Regions from separate parts of the Sus scrofa genome. Here region 2 is linked to region 1. A link is a contact called in public HiChIP or PLAC-seq data. All regions are on one chromosome and are shown on one strand. The core of a region is the stretch at or near the end of the contact, and the rest is flanking DNA. Distances in the headings are between cores, read along the strand shown. Region 1 overlaps TSPAN14 (tetraspanin-14). Region 2 overlaps DYDC1 (DPY30 domain-containing protein 1).

Evidence for each region. HiChIP or PLAC-seq counts read pairs in DNA pulled down with a chosen protein or histone mark.
Region 2: an H3K27ac HiChIP or PLAC-seq map of alveolar macrophages shows a contact between it and region 1. The contact joins two enhancer-like sites. A contact is called at or near these places in 1 of 5 promoter capture datasets (fetal liver) and 1 of 2 datasets of contacts at active chromatin or transcription factors (alveolar macrophages).

What each region holds. Positions count from the first base shown.
Region 1 is chr14:82,360,886-82,365,298 of Sscrofa11.1, forward strand. It overlaps TSPAN14 (tetraspanin-14), which reads left to right. Exons shown (of 9, transcript XM_021074409.1): 8 at 929-1,048; 9 at 2,222-3,790. The coding sequence ends at 2,293. Among named protein-coding and RNA genes, the nearest start is that of SH2D4B, 15 kb to the right of the region's middle. Within about 2 kb of position 2,611, at least 17 of the 83 cell types and tissues checked have an H3K27ac peak or open chromatin away from gene starts, as enhancers often do. A contact at or near this core is called in alveolar macrophages, where this site is marked.
Region 2 is chr14:82,184,041-82,188,453 of Sscrofa11.1, forward strand. All of the region lies in intron 3 of DYDC1 (DPY30 domain-containing protein 1), which reads right to left. Among named protein-coding and RNA genes, the nearest start is that of DYDC1, 11 kb to the right of the region's middle. Within about 2 kb of position 2,526, at least 3 of the 83 cell types and tissues checked have an H3K27ac peak or open chromatin away from gene starts, as enhancers often do. A contact at or near this core is called in alveolar macrophages, where this site is marked.

The DNA.
Region 1 (4,413 bases), core at 1,361-3,860:
TTGAACCCTCTTCTCCCAGTTTCTCCCTTTAAGGCACACCTTCCTTCTCCAAGCCTCCCAGCCCCCTCCCCTTTCCAGATGTGGACTGTGGACGTATGTTGAACATGTTGACCTTGAAATCTGTGGCGGGCCTAACAGATGGGTTAAAGGTCATAGCCAGGAATCCTTTAGTTAGGCAGGTTATAAAATGCAAACTGGGAGTTCCCGCTGTGGCTCAGAGGTAATGAACCTAACTAGTATTCATGAGGTTCAATCCCTGGCCTCCCTCAGTGGGTTAAGGATCTGGTGTTGCTGTGAGCCGTGGTGTAGGTCATAGATGTGGCTCGGATCTGATGCTGCTGTGGCTGTGGTGTAGGCCCACGGCTACAGCTTGATTTGACTCCTAGCCTGAGAATTCTATATGCCAAGGGTGCAGCCCTAAAAAGACAATTTCAAAAAAAAAAAAAAAAAAGGCAAACTGCCCAGGGAGGAACAGAGACAGAGACAATAGATGTGTTTCTTTCTTTTTTTTCTTCTTTTTTTTTCTGTCTTTTTAGGGCCGCACTGGCAGCACATGGAGGTTCCCAGGCTAGGGGTCTGATCGGAGCTGCAGCTGCTGGCCTACACCACAGCCACAGCAACTCAGGATCCAAGCTGCGTCTGTGACCTACACCACAGCTCACGGCAACACCAGATCCTTAACCCACTGAGCAAAGCCGGGGATCGAACCTGCATCCTCATGGATCCTAGTCAGATTTGTTTTCACTGAGCCACGATGGGAACTGCAGTAGAAGTGTTTCTCCTGAAGAGTTCCCTGTGTCTTGCCCCCTGCCTCTCAGGTCCCTCATTGCCCTGGAGATTTACCCTGTCTCTGGGGGGAGCCCTGGGGAACCAGGGTGGGTTCAGCCCTTGTGTTGGGGACTCAAGCCACTGTCCTCTTTTCCTGCAGCTGAAGAGCAAATGGGACGAGTCCATCTTCACAAAAGGCTGCATCCAGGCGCTGGAGGGCTGGCTCCCCCGGAACATCTACATTGTGGCCGGTGTCTTCATCGCCATCTCACTGCTGCAGGTTTGTTCCCACTGCCCTTTGTGGCTTCCTCTCCCCTTGTGGCTTTACCTGTTCCCTTGAGACAGATTTCATGTGTGGAAAGATGCTGGCGGCTGAGGGTGTGGGAGGCCCCAGAGTGAGTAGCCTAGTGTCTGCAGGGAGAAGAACTGGTAGGAGAAAGTCAAGAATTCAGTGAATCAGAGGAGTTCCCTGGTGGCTTCGCAGGTTAAGGATCTGGTGTCGTCACTGCTGTGCCGCAGGCTTGATCCCCGGCCTGGGAACTTCTGCATGCTGTGGGTGTGACCAAAAAAAAGAATTTAGTGAATCAGAGAAACCAGGAGCTTTTTCAGTGTGCCCAAGGCGTGGAGGAGAAGCAGAAAACCCACCATTTAGCAAATGCTTGGCTCTGACCCCCCCCCCCAATTGAAGGGGTGACCAAGGTGGGCCTGGGGTCACCAGCTGTTCACACACTTTTTCCTCCTTCACTCAGCAAACGCAGCTGTTTGATCTCAAAGGAAGGCTGAGAGACAGAAGCATCTAGAAAAGGAAAGAAAACAATTTGCTAGCAAAGCAGGCAAGGGAATCAGACTTCAGAAGGAGTGGCTCATCAAATACCCACCACAACAAGAATTTAGGGGTGGGGAGGAAAATTCCTAAGGTCACCAAGTTCACAGGAGTCTGCTCCGGGTAGAAAAACACCAGTTTTCCCACATGATTATCTCGGTCACCGAGGTCAGGGATGTAAGCTTCAGACATCAGCATAGCCCAGATCGGGGAATCTCGTTTTTATTACGGAATTCAGGTTTACAGGAAACATTCAGAATTTGTTATTTTGGGAATCCGAACCAGTCAGGGTGACCCTGTCATTTTTGGTTTCACCTTGGGTATGAAGCATGTCCGGGCCTGTGGTGTGTGACGTACATGGTCGCGTTGGAGGCCAGGCTGAATGTCCACTTTGCGTCTGTGGTGCCTGCTGACTGCACCTTCTAGGCTCTAGGGACCCAGCCTGGTAGCTGCAGGGGCTCATTTGTTTTAACTGTGGGTTGGTCTCATTTTGCCGTGTGCCTGGTTGCTGCTCTCTGCATCCTCTGCCCCTGTGGGCAGGCATGGGGGGTGGCGGTGGGCTTGCCGGGCTCCACCTTGCCCTTTGGGCCCTGATGCTGACAGCAGCTGCCTCTGCGGCTTTGTTTTCAGATATTTGGCATCTTCCTGGCGAGAACCCTGATCTCTGACATTGAAGCGGTGAAGGCAGGTCACCACTTCTGAGGAGCCAGAGGTGGACGAGCAGAGCTGAGCCACGCGTGGAGGCCGCAGCCCTTCACTGCCATCAACTTTATGTCCAGAGGGAAACGGACGCACCCAGCACCCCATCTTCAGCACCCACTTGATGTGACCTCTCTGTTTTCTGCTTGCCGGCGCTGAAGACCAAGGGACCCCCTGCACAGATTTGTGGCCAAGACCCCCGCAGGGGTCTGCCTGGAGTCAGAGGACATGTCTTTCAGTGGGGGAGGTGACCTGAGGGACAGATGGCTCTGGTGGTTGCATCCTGGCCTCCTCACCACTCATGTGTCATTGGTGCTGGCCTGGAAGCCAGCTGCACCTTATGTGGACCTCTGAGTACCAGCAGGGCCCGCAGTGTCTGCACAAGTCGGAGTGTTGGCAGGATCCTCAGCCATGTCCAAGTGAAATAAGCCTGAGCCAGTGCGTGGGCTGGTGCCGCAGGAGTGCCTTGTCCACCACCCTCCCAGCCCCCAGGGTCAGGAACTGCCTCCAGCCTCAATAGCATTATGCCCTGATGGCAGGAGGGGGCAGTGGGCACGGCTCTCCTCTGAGAGTCAGCTCTTCTTTTCCTAAAGTGTGTAAATAGTTTATTTATAGAGTAAGAATGTTCCCACACCACGTCTTCATTTCCTCTGGCATTCTTCTCTCAACAGCCTTACATGGTGTCTGGGACTGAAATCACCCCTTTCAGTTCCCTTGAGTGTTTCATGAATCAACCCCACCAGCTTCTCCTTTTCATGCCTAGTCACCCAGCTGCACATCTGCGCACCCCCAGCCCACATACCCCCCACGCCCCCCCTCACTTGGCCTCACTGTCTCTGGTCTTGGTGCTACTGAAACTGTTACCCGGAACTTGAACCCTGGCCCTCCCCACTGCAGAGCCAGGGAGCCCCCCAGAGACGGCCAGCCGGAAACCTTTGGCCAGGGCTCCTCTCCAGGCCATGTGCTAAGGGCCGGCTGGCCAGCTTGGCATTCGCCTCTCCCTCGGGCCAAGGCCGCTGGGCCGAGTCATAGACCCCAGCCTGCAGCTGTGCAGAGGCTGGACATTTCGTTGCTGATTTTTGTGGTGACCCTCCACCCTCTGATGGGGTATCTTGGTCACCGTGTCCACCCTTCCAGTCAGGGCTATTGGGGGCTTGCTCTTGGAAATGAAGTCTGTCTCGTGTACTGAATAAGCCCCCTGGGGGTAGCTGGGACATTTGTGCATCTTTGGCGGGGCTACACTCTTAATGCTTCTCTGGGTCCTGTACCAGTCCTGTCCTCGTCGTTCGGGGATGGAGTGCTCCCTTTACTTCCTTGCCGAAGTGTACATGCTAGTGTGGTGTATACTGGTGGGTGTTTGTTGATGATGTTGGTTTTGTTTTTTTACAATTTTCTTTGTAGACTAAGGAAGAAGAATGCTTGTTTTTTAGGAAGTGTGATGCTTTTCTTTGACTGCCAAACTCTTTTGTGGAATATATCTTTATATTAATGCTGTTGTTCTGATTGGTTTTGTTTTGGGTCACGTCAAGAGGGCATTAAGCATCTCCGTGGTAAACTCAGCTGGTGAGGGAACCAGCAGGATCGAGTGTGGCTAGGCAGGACAGGAAGGTCAGTGGTTGGCACAATCTGAAATAAATTTCGAGTGTTTTTTTTTTTTTTTAGGTTCTGTATGCCACTTTCAGTGATGCTTTGTATGGAGGGTACAACTGGAACAAGCTAGCGTATGGCTTCGTTATGCCCAGCTGGAAGCACGAGCTAGAACTTTGACTCCATTGGCCTGGAGGAAACATTATTTTAGGATATAACTGTATCAGCCCAGGCAGTAAGATCCAGGCAGAAGAGCTTGGGGACACTGGGTTGGAATCTAGGACCAGCTGTTACACGAGCCACGTGTCCTGTACCTGTTGGCCTACCTGTGGAGGGGGGTCAGTGGCAGTGTCCACCTCGCTAGGTACAGATCTGACCCAGCCTGCCTTGGGGGAGTCAGGGGGCCCAGGCCTCCACTGCCAATGTGTGGGCACCAACAGCTCTTGCATAGCTCTTGCTGTCCCATCGATTCAAGTGGACCTGGTGGTTGGACTCTATGCAAGTGTCTTCACAGGTCATAGCCCAGTTCAGGGTGA
Region 2 (4,413 bases), core at 1,276-3,775, 180 kb before region 1:
TTGCTAATTTTAGAAAAGCAGTATTGGTACAAAATCAAGTCATTTTCTCTGTTCTTGAAGCTACAAATAAGAGTATAATCATTTTTTTCAGATAAAAATGTCTTTAAGGATGGATCTTCAAATAGCCAAACCTTGGTTGTAGAATAGCAGATAAAAAGATTTTAGGTATACTATTTGAAACCGGAGAAAATCAACAACAAATCTGGTCCCAAATTAACATATATCCTAGCCATGCAAAAACAGAGGTCAACAGAGTAAATTCCTTTGGTCAATCCTGACCTAACTCCTGTTTTTGTACAGCCTGCAAGCAAATTTTTTTTTTGGCTGTGGCATGCAAAAGTTTCCGGGCCACGAATAAAATCTCCACCATAGCAGTGACAACACTGGATTCTTAACCCACTGAGCCAGCAGGGAACTCTGAAAAATGGTGTTTATACCTTTTTAAATGGTTGGAAAATATCAGAATAATGATGTTTCATTACATATGAAAAATATATGAAATTCAAATGTCAAGTTTTAAATAAAGCTCTACTGAAACACTGCCATACTCATCCACTCATTTACTGTCTGTGACTGCTTTTGCCCCACAACAGCACAGCTGAGTATTTGCAACAGAGACCACAGGTGGTGCTCTCATTGCCTTGCACTACTGCTCAGCACACTACAAGTCACAGTTCACCCTCATAAATCACAGCACCGTATCACTATACTGAGACATTGTCAAAAAAAAATCAGTGCCATCATACCAAAACAAGAAAAAAGTGGATTTTGAATGTTTGCCTTTTTATACATAGTGGCACGTGGTTTACTATCAAATTAACTGGCAAAGAATGGTGTTTCTTATGCAACAACACTGTACTAAAAGAATACAGTAAATATCAACATTACCAGAACACTCATCACAATATTCTCAACTAACATGAATGCAAAGGTCAGAAATATTAGAGAGTTTAAAACAGGATTATTTCATCAGAGAAGAATGTCTTCACAAAATTTAAAAATGACAAGGAGGCTGCAATGAAAGTTAAAATTTTCAAGTGGCTCATCTGTTAGCCAAGCAAAGAAATACATTAATCAATGGTGATGTAATTAAAACAAATTTGAATTCAGAGTCTAAAAAACTTAAGATTTTTAGCCTTTTGGTGAAAACAGTTGCTCAAAGTATCAATGACACAGGGAGCAGCATCAATAGTCAATTAATGACAAGGCAAATGGTTTTGAGTGGTTTTTCCTGGCTATTGATGAGCAGAAAAATGTTCCCAACACTGATCAGTTGCTGCTATTTATCAAAGGAATCAATGCTAAGTTTGAAGTAACTGAAAAAAAATCAACCACTATGAACAGTCTTCATGGGGCAGTAATACAGGCAGAATATTTTCAAAGACATTGAGAAGAACCTTAATTCACTACAACCAGATGTGAAATCTGCTAAGATATATTACAACCAGTGGTGATAAAATTATGTGTGGAACAGGAGTTCCACTTTGGTGCAGCAGAAACGAATCTGACTACTGTCCATTAGGACATGGGTTTGATCCCTGGCCTTGCTCAGCGGGTTAAGGATCCGGCATTGCCGTGAGCTGTGGTGTAGGTCACAGGTGCAACCTGGATTTGGTGTTGCTGTGGCTGTGGCACAGGCTGGCAGCTGTAGCTCTGATTCGACCCTTAGCCTGGGAACTTCCACACACTGCAAGTTCAGCCCTAAAAAAAAAAAAAAAAAAAAAAAAAGTATGTGTGGAACAGAAAAAAGCATAATTGGACAAATTTACAAAGTTTGTGGAAATGGTGTTTGAAGCCTATGAGTTTTCATTGTATGATTTTTTTTTTTTTTTTCTGTCTTTTTAGGACCCATCCACAGCATATGGAAGTTACCAGGCTAGGGGTCAAATTGGAGCTGTAGCTTCTGGCCTATATCACAGCCACAGCAACTAGGGATCCAAGCCATGTCTGCAACCTACACCACAGCTCATGGCAACTCCAGATCCTTAACCCACTGAGCAAGGCCAGAGATTGAGCCTGTGTCCTCATGGATACTAGACAGATTCGTTTCTGCTGAGCCACAACAGGAACTCCTCATTATATGATTCAAGAGCAGCTACTTAGATGAAAATATTTGACTCTATCACGTGTTTCTGAGCCAGCAATGTTGAAACCGAGTCCCTCTAAAGTCGAGTTTCCTTACTGGGTTTATGATTCATCTCCCTATCCAAAACTTTATTCCCTTTCTTGTCCCCTCTGACCTCAATCCTGTGCTAACTGAACACTAATCAACTAGTCATATGATTAAAATTGCTATTGTCAATAACATTGTTCATGTACTAAAATTGCTATTATAGATATCATTAATGTAGAACTCAGGTTTTTCTCCAGGAGAAGATGAGCTAACAGACTCCGAAGACATGGGCCACCTGGCCAAAGAATGGTAAACCAGAAACATCCTGAGTCCCAAAGGAGCTTATGTTGAGTTTAAAGTGACTGAAAAATAATTGCTGACTGAAAAGTCAATGATTAAGAAATGTCACAGAAATGTTGCAGCAACACAGATGGACCTAGAGATTACCATACTAAGTGAAGACGGACAGAGAAAGATGAGATATTACATAATATCACTTATATGTGGGATCTAAAAAATAGTACAAATGAACTTATTTACAAAAGAGAAACAGACTCACAGATGCAGAAAACAAATTTATGATTACCAAAGAGGAAAGGGGTGAAGGGAATAAATTAGGACCTTGAGATTAACAGATACACAGTACTATACATAAAATAGATAAGCCAGGTCCTACTATATGGCACAGGGAACTATGTTTAATATCTTGTAATAAACTATAATGGAACAGAATTGAAAAAAAGAATATAAATGTGTGTGTATATATACAACCAAATTACCTTGTTGTATACCTGAAACTAACACAATATACAAATCAACTATATCTCAATTAAAAAAGGAAAAGACATGTCACAGAAATGTCACAAGATGATTAATTCTAGCCCCTCTGCTCTTCCCCTTTAAGAAAACCCCTAACTCAACGACCAATGTGGAGTGAATCTGAGCCTTGTTTCCCATTCCCTTGCTTAGCACCTTACGATAAATACTGCACCTTTCTTCACCACAACCCAGTGTCAACAGATTTGCCTTCAACACACCTTGAGTGAGCAGAGCCAAATTTGGTTTGTAACAGTGTCAACAGTGACTTTCATTTACCTTTATGATCTTAAACATCATTGGTTCCGTAATTTTTTGTCAGATAGAGAAGCTGAATATATCTTGACTTGCCCTACAAACCAACAGGTCCATGGCCTAACAGTGGTAATGTTTTATTGCGAATTTTTGAGCTAAGGCTAAAACTGACTTTAAGAACCATCTTCAAACACAATTATCAAACATTAAATAGATTTGGAAACTAGCTTTTGCTGCAGACTTAAAGATTTTTAATCAATTTGACTGAAAAGCATAAGGCAAAACAGCATTTATATGTAAAACTTAATGCTGCAGGAAAGTCATTTCAATAACAACTAATTTGTTTGAATCACAATGTCAAGCTGCCTCATACACTTCTACTGCTATCAAGAAACTAGATTTCCATTCCCACACAAATCTGTGGCAGATTTTCTAAGCTCAAACTGTAGTTCTAGAGTGTTTTTAGGTCTTGATATAAGTGCAAAGGAAATTTCCACATTTCAAAATCCATTTAACTGTGCGACTGAGAAGATTTTACCAACCCTCAACTGGAAGAATCCACAAGATAATGATATGATAAGGACAAATATCAAGAGAAAAACCTAGCAGAATTCTACAAGTGCCTTCTGAGAGATGAATACACTCAAAATTTTGTGCACATGGGCAGATATCAATATTTGGCAAGAACCTATTTGTGTAAAAAGATATTTTCAAAGATGAAACACATAAAATCTCACTACAGATCAGCATTAACAGATAAACATTGTTGGAGTTCCCATCGTGGCACAGCAGAAATTAATCCAACTAGGAACCATGAAGTTGCAGGTTTGATCCCTGGCCTTGCTCAGTGGGTTAAGCATCCGGCATTGCCATGACCTGTGGTGTAGGTTGCAGACACGGCTCAGATCTGGCATTGCTGTGCCTGTGGCCAGCAGTTACAGCTCAGGTCTGATTCAACCCCCAGCCTAGGAACCTCCATGTGCTGTAGGTACGGCCCTAAAAAGACAAAAGACAAAACAAAAAACAAAACCAGATAAACACTGTCAATCAATTTTGGTAATAGAGAACATTATTTTTTAACTCCAACTAAGTAAAATGCTATCTTTAGGAGTTCCTATTGTGGCACAGAGGAAACGAATCCGACTAGGAACCATGAGGTTGCAGGTTCAATCCCTGGCCTTGCTCGGTGAGTTAAGGATCTAGTGTTGCTGTGGATGTGGCATAGGCCA